Linked DNA regions of Danio rerio: regions 1 and 3 are each linked to region 2. The links are chromatin contacts, called in public Hi-C and HiChIP or PLAC-seq maps. All regions are on one chromosome and are shown on one strand. The core of a region is the stretch at or near the end of the contact, and the rest is flanking DNA. Distances in the headings are between cores, read along the strand shown.

Region 1 (2,722 bases), core at 18-2,517, 170 kb before region 2:
GTAGCTAAATAAATCTAAACAAGAGCAATTCCATGCAAATGTCAACCTTAAGCTTTTACTAAAATAGCGAAACCATTTCTGGGTTTTTTGTGTAAGTATTTTACAGTACTTTAGAAATACCCCAAATTGCATCTGTCAATGTTTTTAAACTATTCTATTTGATTTACCAAAGTCACACAAGAGGCAATTTAACATCTGTCACATCCATAAAAGAGAGAAGTCACATAACGACACTTAAATGTGAAAATATTACATAAAATAAAATTTTCATTTTTTGTTTTATTACCCTTTGGATTAGCATAGTTTCTTTTGGATTGAGAAGTAATTCACATAATTTATACAAAGCACGATGTATACTATAAACCCGCAGACTTTTTTTTGTCACATCCATAAGGCATGTTTCCTCATTTTAAATAGGCTTAAAGCATGTTTACATATTGATATTTTTCTAGTCCCTTAACTCTGTGGTCATTTGTTCTGGAAAATCTAAACAAAAGTTTCAATTTAATTTTAACATTTGCTTTCTGGCGAGGCAGTGGCGCTGTCGCACGCTCAGTTGGCGTTTCTGTGTGGAGTTTGCATGTTCTCCCTGCCTTCGCGTGGGTTTCCTCCGGGTGCTCCGGTTTCCCCCACAGTCCAAAGACATGCGGTACAGGTGAATTGGGTAGGCTAAATTGTCAGTAGTGTATGAGTGTGTGTGGGGAAATTTCCCAGAGATGGGTTGCGGCTGGAAGGGCATCCGCTGCTTAAAAACTTGCTGGATAAGTTGGCGGTTCATTCCGCTGTGGCGACCCCCGATTAATAAAAGGAATTTACTTTCTATGCGAATTTATGTTTTGAGTTTTTACTGCAAATGTCACATCCATAACGCGTGAAATGCTCATAAACAAATCTGAAATATATCAAGTGTTTTCAGATCTGCTACTTTAACGTTAACGTTACTTGACGGGCCAGGCGAGAAGTCTGATTAATTCTGTCGTTGCTGTTTAAATTAAACAATGATGAATTTGACGAGATAATTAAAGCTCTTGCAGTGACCGATGGGCCTCTGTACATTTGCGTTAATGCAATAGGAAAACTTTACCGCTGAAGCAGAATAATTGGTCGTGCGAACCCGATTATTATGTGATTTTCGAACACACAAATGATACATACCTGAGCTGTCGATCATACTTCTGCTCTTTGCTTGTTTTGGGGTCTGTCATGGTCCTCTGTCTCTCTCTCTGTGACGGCTGAATCCTACCGGCGCGCCACTGTTTCACTATTTTCCGATCGACGGTCGCAGATTCGTTGCAGACAGACTTGATGCTCCACTTTCGGGTGACCGCGAGATGGAGGCAGCGAGCAGCTTGAACAATAGTGATTTGCAGCTCTGCATTGACACTTGGAGTATATGCATTCTAAAGTGGATAGTTCACGCAATAAAGTAATTTTGTTATCATTTAGGCTACTCACTCTTGACTTGCTCGAGGATCCAGTTAGAATTTTTGAACTTTTTGAAGTTTTTGAGCATTTAAAGTGGATGGAACAAGTTTTTTAAATTTGCCCTTAGACAAGAATGGGTGTTATTCTATAATTTTAGGACAACTTTGATGAAAGTTGATGATCCACTTCAAATGTTGACTTCTATATGTTCTATATATGTCAGAAACATAAACCATTTATATACCAGAAACAAATATGTCCCATACATGTCAGAAACATACTGTTTATGTCCTATGACAGAAACATGTCCACTTATATGTCACAAAAATGTCCCACATATGTCAAAAACGTATATGTCCCCTATATGTATAGCACATACATGTAACATATATGCCAAAAACATATATGTCCACATATATGCCAGAAACATGAATGGTCATATCATCATGGCAAAGATAAAATAAATCAGTTATCAGAAATGAGGTATTAAAACTATTATGTTTAGAAATGTGTTGAAGAAATCTTCTCTCCGTTAAACAGAAATTGGTGAAAAAATAAACAGTGGGCTAATAATTCAGACTTAAACTGTATGTCCCATATATTTCTGAATCATATATATCCACATATATGCCAAAAACATATAAGTCCCATCTATGCATAACACATTAATGTCCACATATATGCCAGAAACACAAAAGTCCCATTTATGTCACAAACATATTTGTCCATATATGTAAACCACATATATGTCTAATAGGTGCCAGAAACATACAAGTCCCCTAAATGTATAACACATATATGTCCGATATTTGTAAGAAACATATATGTACACATATATGCCAGAAACATATTTGTCATTTATGCATAACATATGTCCACATATACGCCAGAAACATATATGTCACAAAACATATTTGTCCACATATATGCCAAAAAGGTATGCAACCCTTATGTGTATGACAAATAAATGTCCCAAATATTTCATAAACATATATGTATCCATATTTATCTCCCATAAACGTCAGATTCATATGTCCCTTATATTTCAGAATGATATAGGTCAAGATATATGTCAGAATCATATATGTCAGAAAGATATATTTCCACATATATGCCAGAAACACATAGGGGAAAATGGGGTAATGTGAGACACCCCTTGAATCTAGACAACGGATTTTATATACCACTCTATAACAATTTTGTTTTCAAGCCCCTTCCATTTCCCCTTGACCATGAAGGTCAGGAACTTATGGTGCCGTGAAAAGCATGTTTTTTTCACAAAATAAGTTTTTTTGCA
Region 2 (2,773 bases), core at 137-2,636:
TACTTTTACCATAAACCAACATGTCAACTATTTGGTAGAGGTTAATATTTTTGAAATTATGGGATGTGTTGAAAAAATGCATTGCGTTAACTGGTGACATTACGAGTTAAGAAATGCAATCCAAAAATGTTTATTTTGGTGGGGTAGTTAATTTATATCTATTCTGAGAAAAATGTTTGAACTGAGACTCGAAACAGAGAGAAAGAATGATGCATCACAATAACTTATTATGAATTATTTATATTATGCATTGAATTTCTTTTTTCCTTGAAGAATTATACTTTCATAGAAGAGTTCAAACATTTGGTAACACTTTACAATAAGGTACTACTACCATATAATACAGTCTATTATTACTGTAGTTTATATAAACTCACGGTGCATTAACTAATAACAAGCATGAATTTGGAATTTCAATAATGCATTAGTGAATGTTGAACTTAGTTACTATGATTAATGAATGCTGCACAAGCGTTGCTTATACTTAGTCCATGTTAGTAAACATATTAACTAATGAATTGAGGTAAAGTTGGTTTTATATTTACACATTCTGACTTTCTCCCTAATAATATGACTTTATTTAAGTATTCTTTGCTAATTCCTAATATTAACATCATATTAGCAGCCAATGACTATCAAAGTACAACATTTCATTTTAATAATGCTAAAGTTGTTTTGAAGTCATATTTACGTGTGATTTCAGTTATTAAATTCAAAGTACCAGGGTAAACAATACAGAGAGAATAATAATAATAATAATAATAATAAAAGAAATATGAATGAATGTCACAAGCTGTCACTGAACGAATGAGGGAATATAAAATCAACTTTACCTTAGTAACTAATGAAACCTTATTGTAAAGTGTGAACAAATTTTTCATATTTATTTATTCGAGGAGTTCTGCTATTGTGCAAACCACTCAGACTCACATTGACACGCACTTGTTCCACCACATTGAGCTCTTCGAGAGACAGCGGGTGCTCGGGGTCATTGATCGACCTGATCAAATGTAAGTTAATTAGTTAAGGTCTGACTCTAGTATACAGGAACACTTAAATGAGTTTGTGAACTCAAGCAGATTGCAGAAGTAAATAACTGCTATGGTGGCAGATAATTCAAAGCAACCAGGTCGACTTGTCAAAGCAGTGGTGTAGCCTAAAAGTGATGTACGGTGTACTACGAAAGGATATCGAAGATCTCTCTGACATCGATGGGGTCCGCCACATCTTCATCTTCATCAGTGGAGGTGAGCAGTCTTTCCCCTGACCGCTGAAATATCAGAGGATTGGCGTTCTCTAGTCGAGTTCCACCAGACATTATTACACCCTCGACAATGAATTTATGACCAGTAAGTTACTAGTATTTTAGCAGTACTAGCTAATCAAGTCGCTAACTCTACTTCGAAGCCAAACACAAATGACCACAACCCAGGCGAAAAACCCGGAAGTGTACTCGGTTTTCAAAATAAAAGTTTTTAAATAAAAGTCGATGTTTTTGTTTTTGGTTCTGTGTAGAACAGGGGTGTCCAAACTCGGTCCTGGAGGGCCGATGTCCTGCATATTTTATTTTCAACCCCAATTAAACACACCTGAAATAGCTATAACTCATTCTAGGTATACAAAAAACTTCCAAGCAGGTGTGTTGAAGGAAGTTGGAGCTAAACTATGCAAGACACCAGCCCTCCAGGACCGAGTTTGGCCACCCCTGGTGTAGAACATAATTTTACAACATTCTGGGTCATTCTACTGAAACGTGCTTTTTCTGTAGGTCCTTATTATTATTATTATTTTGGCTTAGTCCCTTTACTTATCTGGGGTCACCACAGTGGAATGAACCGCCAACTTATCCAGCACATGGTTTACACAGCAGATGCCCTTGCTTTCAGCTGCAACCGAGTGCTGGGAATCATCTACTGTATATACACACTCATGCACTATGGACAATTTAGTCTATTCAATTCATCTATAGAGCATGTCTTTGTACTGTGGGAGAAACCGGAGCACCTGGAGAAAACCCACGCCAACATGGGGAGAACATGCAAACTCCACACAGAAATGCTAAATGGCCGAGCCGGTAATTGAATCAGAGAATCAGAGGCGACAGTGCTAACCACTGGGCCATATTTATATAGATATATACTGTATATGCTTCATGGTCACAGAATCTTTCTGTTGGTTTCACTTAAAAGGAGCAGGATAAAACACGTGTTGAATTTCTGTACAGAAAGGTTGTGTTTTGATCTTCTTTAGGTTCAGGTGACATTCAAGTGATGCAAATTCACAAGTTAGAGTTCACTAACACATGCAGTTTGCTGTCTGATAGATTTGGATGTGCATGAATGAAAGTCAGTGGGGCAAAAAGTGTTGTCTGACCACACCTTTACAGACATGAAATGCTTGCATTGGCTGTGTTAAATTTCAGAGGCTGAATCCTATGAAGGAAGCATTTGAAAGTTGTCTCAATTCAAACTAATTTGAGGCTTGTTGTTGTTACTGGTTGGTATTTTGCTGCCTCATCCAATTTATGTACATTCTAGCTTATTTGTATAAATTATGATATTTATGATGGTGACGCGGTGGCACAGTGGATAGCACATTTGCCTCACTCCAAGATGGTCGCTGGTTCGAGCCTCAGCTGGGTCAGTTGACATTCCTTTGTGGAGTTTTCATGTTCCCTGCATTTGCATGGGTTTCTTTCAGGTGCTCCGGTTTCCCCCACAGTCCAAAAAACATGTGGTACAGGTGAATTAGGTAAGCTAAACTGACCGTAGTG
Region 3 (2,806 bases), core at 258-2,757, 140 kb before region 2:
ATCTATATGCACAAATATAATATTGCTTCCTATTAAAAATATGAATTTAAAAGAGTGAGGGGTGTACTTACTGTATATATGCTGAGCACTGTAGTCTGTGTATGGATGATTTAACTTATTTAACAATTTATCAAATTTACATTAACTTTGTTTACCAAAACAAACAGTAAACAAAATCCAACCTGATGTATGAGAATTTTTTTTATTAATACCAGGGGTGCCCCAAGGTAAACTCTGTGTAAACTCTTGCCACGCCTGTGCCCACCCCAATATGATATTATTAATTTAAATGTTTTTACGTAAATTCACAATATTTCAATAAATAAATAGCAGCCACTAAATTATTGTTGATCAATTGGTGCTACTGAAATAGCTGATTCACTGCCCCTCCCCAATCGTCGTTGACAGCACGCACACAATGGCAATTTAACATTTACCTTAAGGTAAATCAATAGAATAAGCTGTATTAATAATATTGTGGCTCAAAAAGGAATATGGATAAATTATATTGTTAGACTATGTATAGTGAGTGTGTGTGAATGCAGTTATTGTTACAGTTGTATTTGTTTGTTTTTTTAATTAATTCATTAATTTTCATTAATTTTAGACATGGCATATACTATATGCTTTACAATAAAAGTATGTGAAAAATAACTGAAAATATATTTATATATATATGAAAAGTGTTTTAAACTAGATATTGATTTTTATTTGGTTTGTACATGTACTTGCTCAATTATTTCAAGGAATAAACTGTAAAATTTCAAGAATGATTAATGGAATTCATTAAAAAATTCTTTATTTCATTTAATAGAAACAAAAATATTACATTACACTGAATTAAATTTTTAAGTGCCACCCTAAGAAATTTTTCTGGGGGTGCCACTGATTAATAAATTTCAATAAATGTTGCAACTGTCCCCTTGCGTTGTTGCAACCGTCTCTCTGCTCGGGGTGGGTTGCAACATTCGACTTTATCTTTTCTAATTTAAATGGCATATATTATATTCAAATATCATAACAATATGAGTGGGGGTCTGGTATAGATGTGGCTTATTATATTAAAATTTTGGGTTTCCACAAAAAAACTGTCTACTACATTGGGTTAGCGCCTCAAGCTACCATTTTTAGGTTAAAATGTTTCTTCCTACTTTACTTTTCTTTTACGGTTTTAATTCTCTTCTGACAGCAGATGGCAGCATTTACCTACATAGGGAAAAGTCTTTAGACACGCGGCATGCAGACCTCGTGTTATTTTTATAGCGGGAGACAGACAAATCTGAACAGACAGACAAAGCTAAACAGCTTACAATTAAAATATGAATGACCTACATTACTTTTAATAATAAACAAAAACCAACAGCAAACAAACCTGTTTCATGTAGGATATCCACATTAAGCCAACCACATCACTTTCTTCCGCCAAGGTCAATTTCCTGCGAGATGACATCATTGTATCTGATTCTTTACATAAAGTGATGATGTCATGCTTTCGGTTGCTAAGTAATCCCAGGTGGAGTCATATCTGCTGCTATCAGTCATTTGAGCAGTCTGATTCGTGGAAATATTACTGTTTGGAGCTTCATTAACAATGGATGAGGCTGATGTCTGGTATATATTTGACATATTTGCAGAAATAGGATTCCCAGAATAGTCACGGTGTCACTGTGTAAAGATCGAGGATACCTGAGCAAGCACAAAATGTATGGTCGCGATCAATGTGGCGTGTAATTTAAACTGCATCTGGACGTCATAAAAATAGCAGCAAGCTGATATTTTTGGCTGCATGGTATCAATAAAGCCGACCACTGTCTCAATCTGAGATAATAACCAATATCGCCCAAGGGAAGGCAAAACAGGCTCTAGATAAGATCACAACCCCATGCTATTGCTCTTCTGTTAGCTGCCAAAGAAGAGACATGGGCGCAAAATCAAATTATATGAAATGTAGTTGTATTTTAGATGCGGCCTCACGCTCCTCATCCTGTTTAACTCACAGACTACACCACACAAGCATTCACTGACCATCAAACAAATAATATACTTCAAATTTAATACTTTAGAAAAGCCGTCAACAAAACCAAAAGATCACAGGATCGATCCATCCATGATATTTTCCAGTCAAAAAAATTGATACAGTTTCAAAAGACTAAAATCTCATAGATAGGCTATATAGCATGCTAGCTTTGCTTAAGTTTTAATTTCCCACAGAAAATCAAGATTTATGGGACTAGTCAGATTTTGTTTTGATTTAATTTGATTTATTAATTTTGGGGTGTCTGCAAAATACTGATCCATGACAATATTATGCTGTGGTAATATATTATATTGCATTTATGTTTATTTATAGCAATTTTTACAATGTCAAAGCAGCTTAAAATAGTTCTAGTAAAGTCTAGATTTCAGAGTTGAAATTCAGTTTAGTTCAGTTCAGTGTGATTTAAATTTCACTGCTGAAAGTTCAAACACTGTAGAGCGAATCCAACGAAGCACAGCTCCACAAGTCCTGATCTGAGCATCCAGTGGCGAGGAAAAAAACTAAACCAATTGATGAAGTGAAGGGGGAAAAACGTGAAAGAAACCGGGCTCTAGCTGTTGGGTACGACCATTTTTCTTCTGGCCAAACTTCCCGTGTGGAGCTGCAGTCTAGGCACCGGAGGCTGGAGAAGCTTGGATGTCCATCGTGGAGAAGCTGCAGGTGTGAGTAGGGCACTGGCGGGAGGTCAGGCTGACCCACAGGATTAATGCGAGGACTCGTTTGTCTTCAGAATGCAGAAATCAGTCTCATGCACTTTTGGGGCAGTGA

What was found. A called contact is a pair of places that touch in the nucleus more often than the background predicts. HiChIP or PLAC-seq counts read pairs in DNA pulled down with a chosen protein or histone mark.
Region 1: a contact with region 2 is called in a Hi-C map of an unstated tissue, with 4 times the contacts expected there. The contact joins the promoter of nae1 here to the promoter of ciao2b in region 2. A contact is called at or near these places in 1 of 18 Hi-C or Micro-C datasets (an unstated tissue) and 1 of 4 datasets of contacts at active chromatin or transcription factors (embryo).
Region 3: an H3K4me3 HiChIP or PLAC-seq map of embryo shows a contact between it and region 2, with 3 times the contacts expected there. The contact joins the enhancer-like site here to the promoter of ciao2b in region 2. A contact is called at or near these places in 5 of 18 Hi-C or Micro-C datasets (caudal fin, embryo and hematopoietic stem cells) and 1 of 4 datasets of contacts at active chromatin or transcription factors (embryo).

What each region holds. Positions count from the first base shown.
Region 1 is chr7:45,367,545-45,370,266 of GRCz12tu, forward strand. It overlaps nae1 (nedd8 activating enzyme E1 subunit 1), which reads right to left and starts at 1,268. Exons shown (of 20, transcript NM_200499.1): 1 at 1,156-1,268. The coding sequence starts at 1,205.
Region 2 is chr7:45,537,432-45,540,204 of GRCz12tu, forward strand. It overlaps ciao2b (cytosolic iron-sulfur assembly component 2B), which reads right to left and starts at 1,387. Exons shown (of 5, transcript NM_001002449.1): 1 at 1,192-1,387; 2 at 931-1,010. The coding sequence starts at 1,318.
Region 3 is chr7:45,394,709-45,397,514 of GRCz12tu, forward strand. No RefSeq gene overlaps it. Among named protein-coding and RNA genes, the nearest start is that of ca7, 19 kb to the left of the region's middle. Within about 2 kb of position 1,508, at least 5 of the 62 cell types and tissues checked have an H3K27ac peak or open chromatin away from gene starts, as enhancers often do.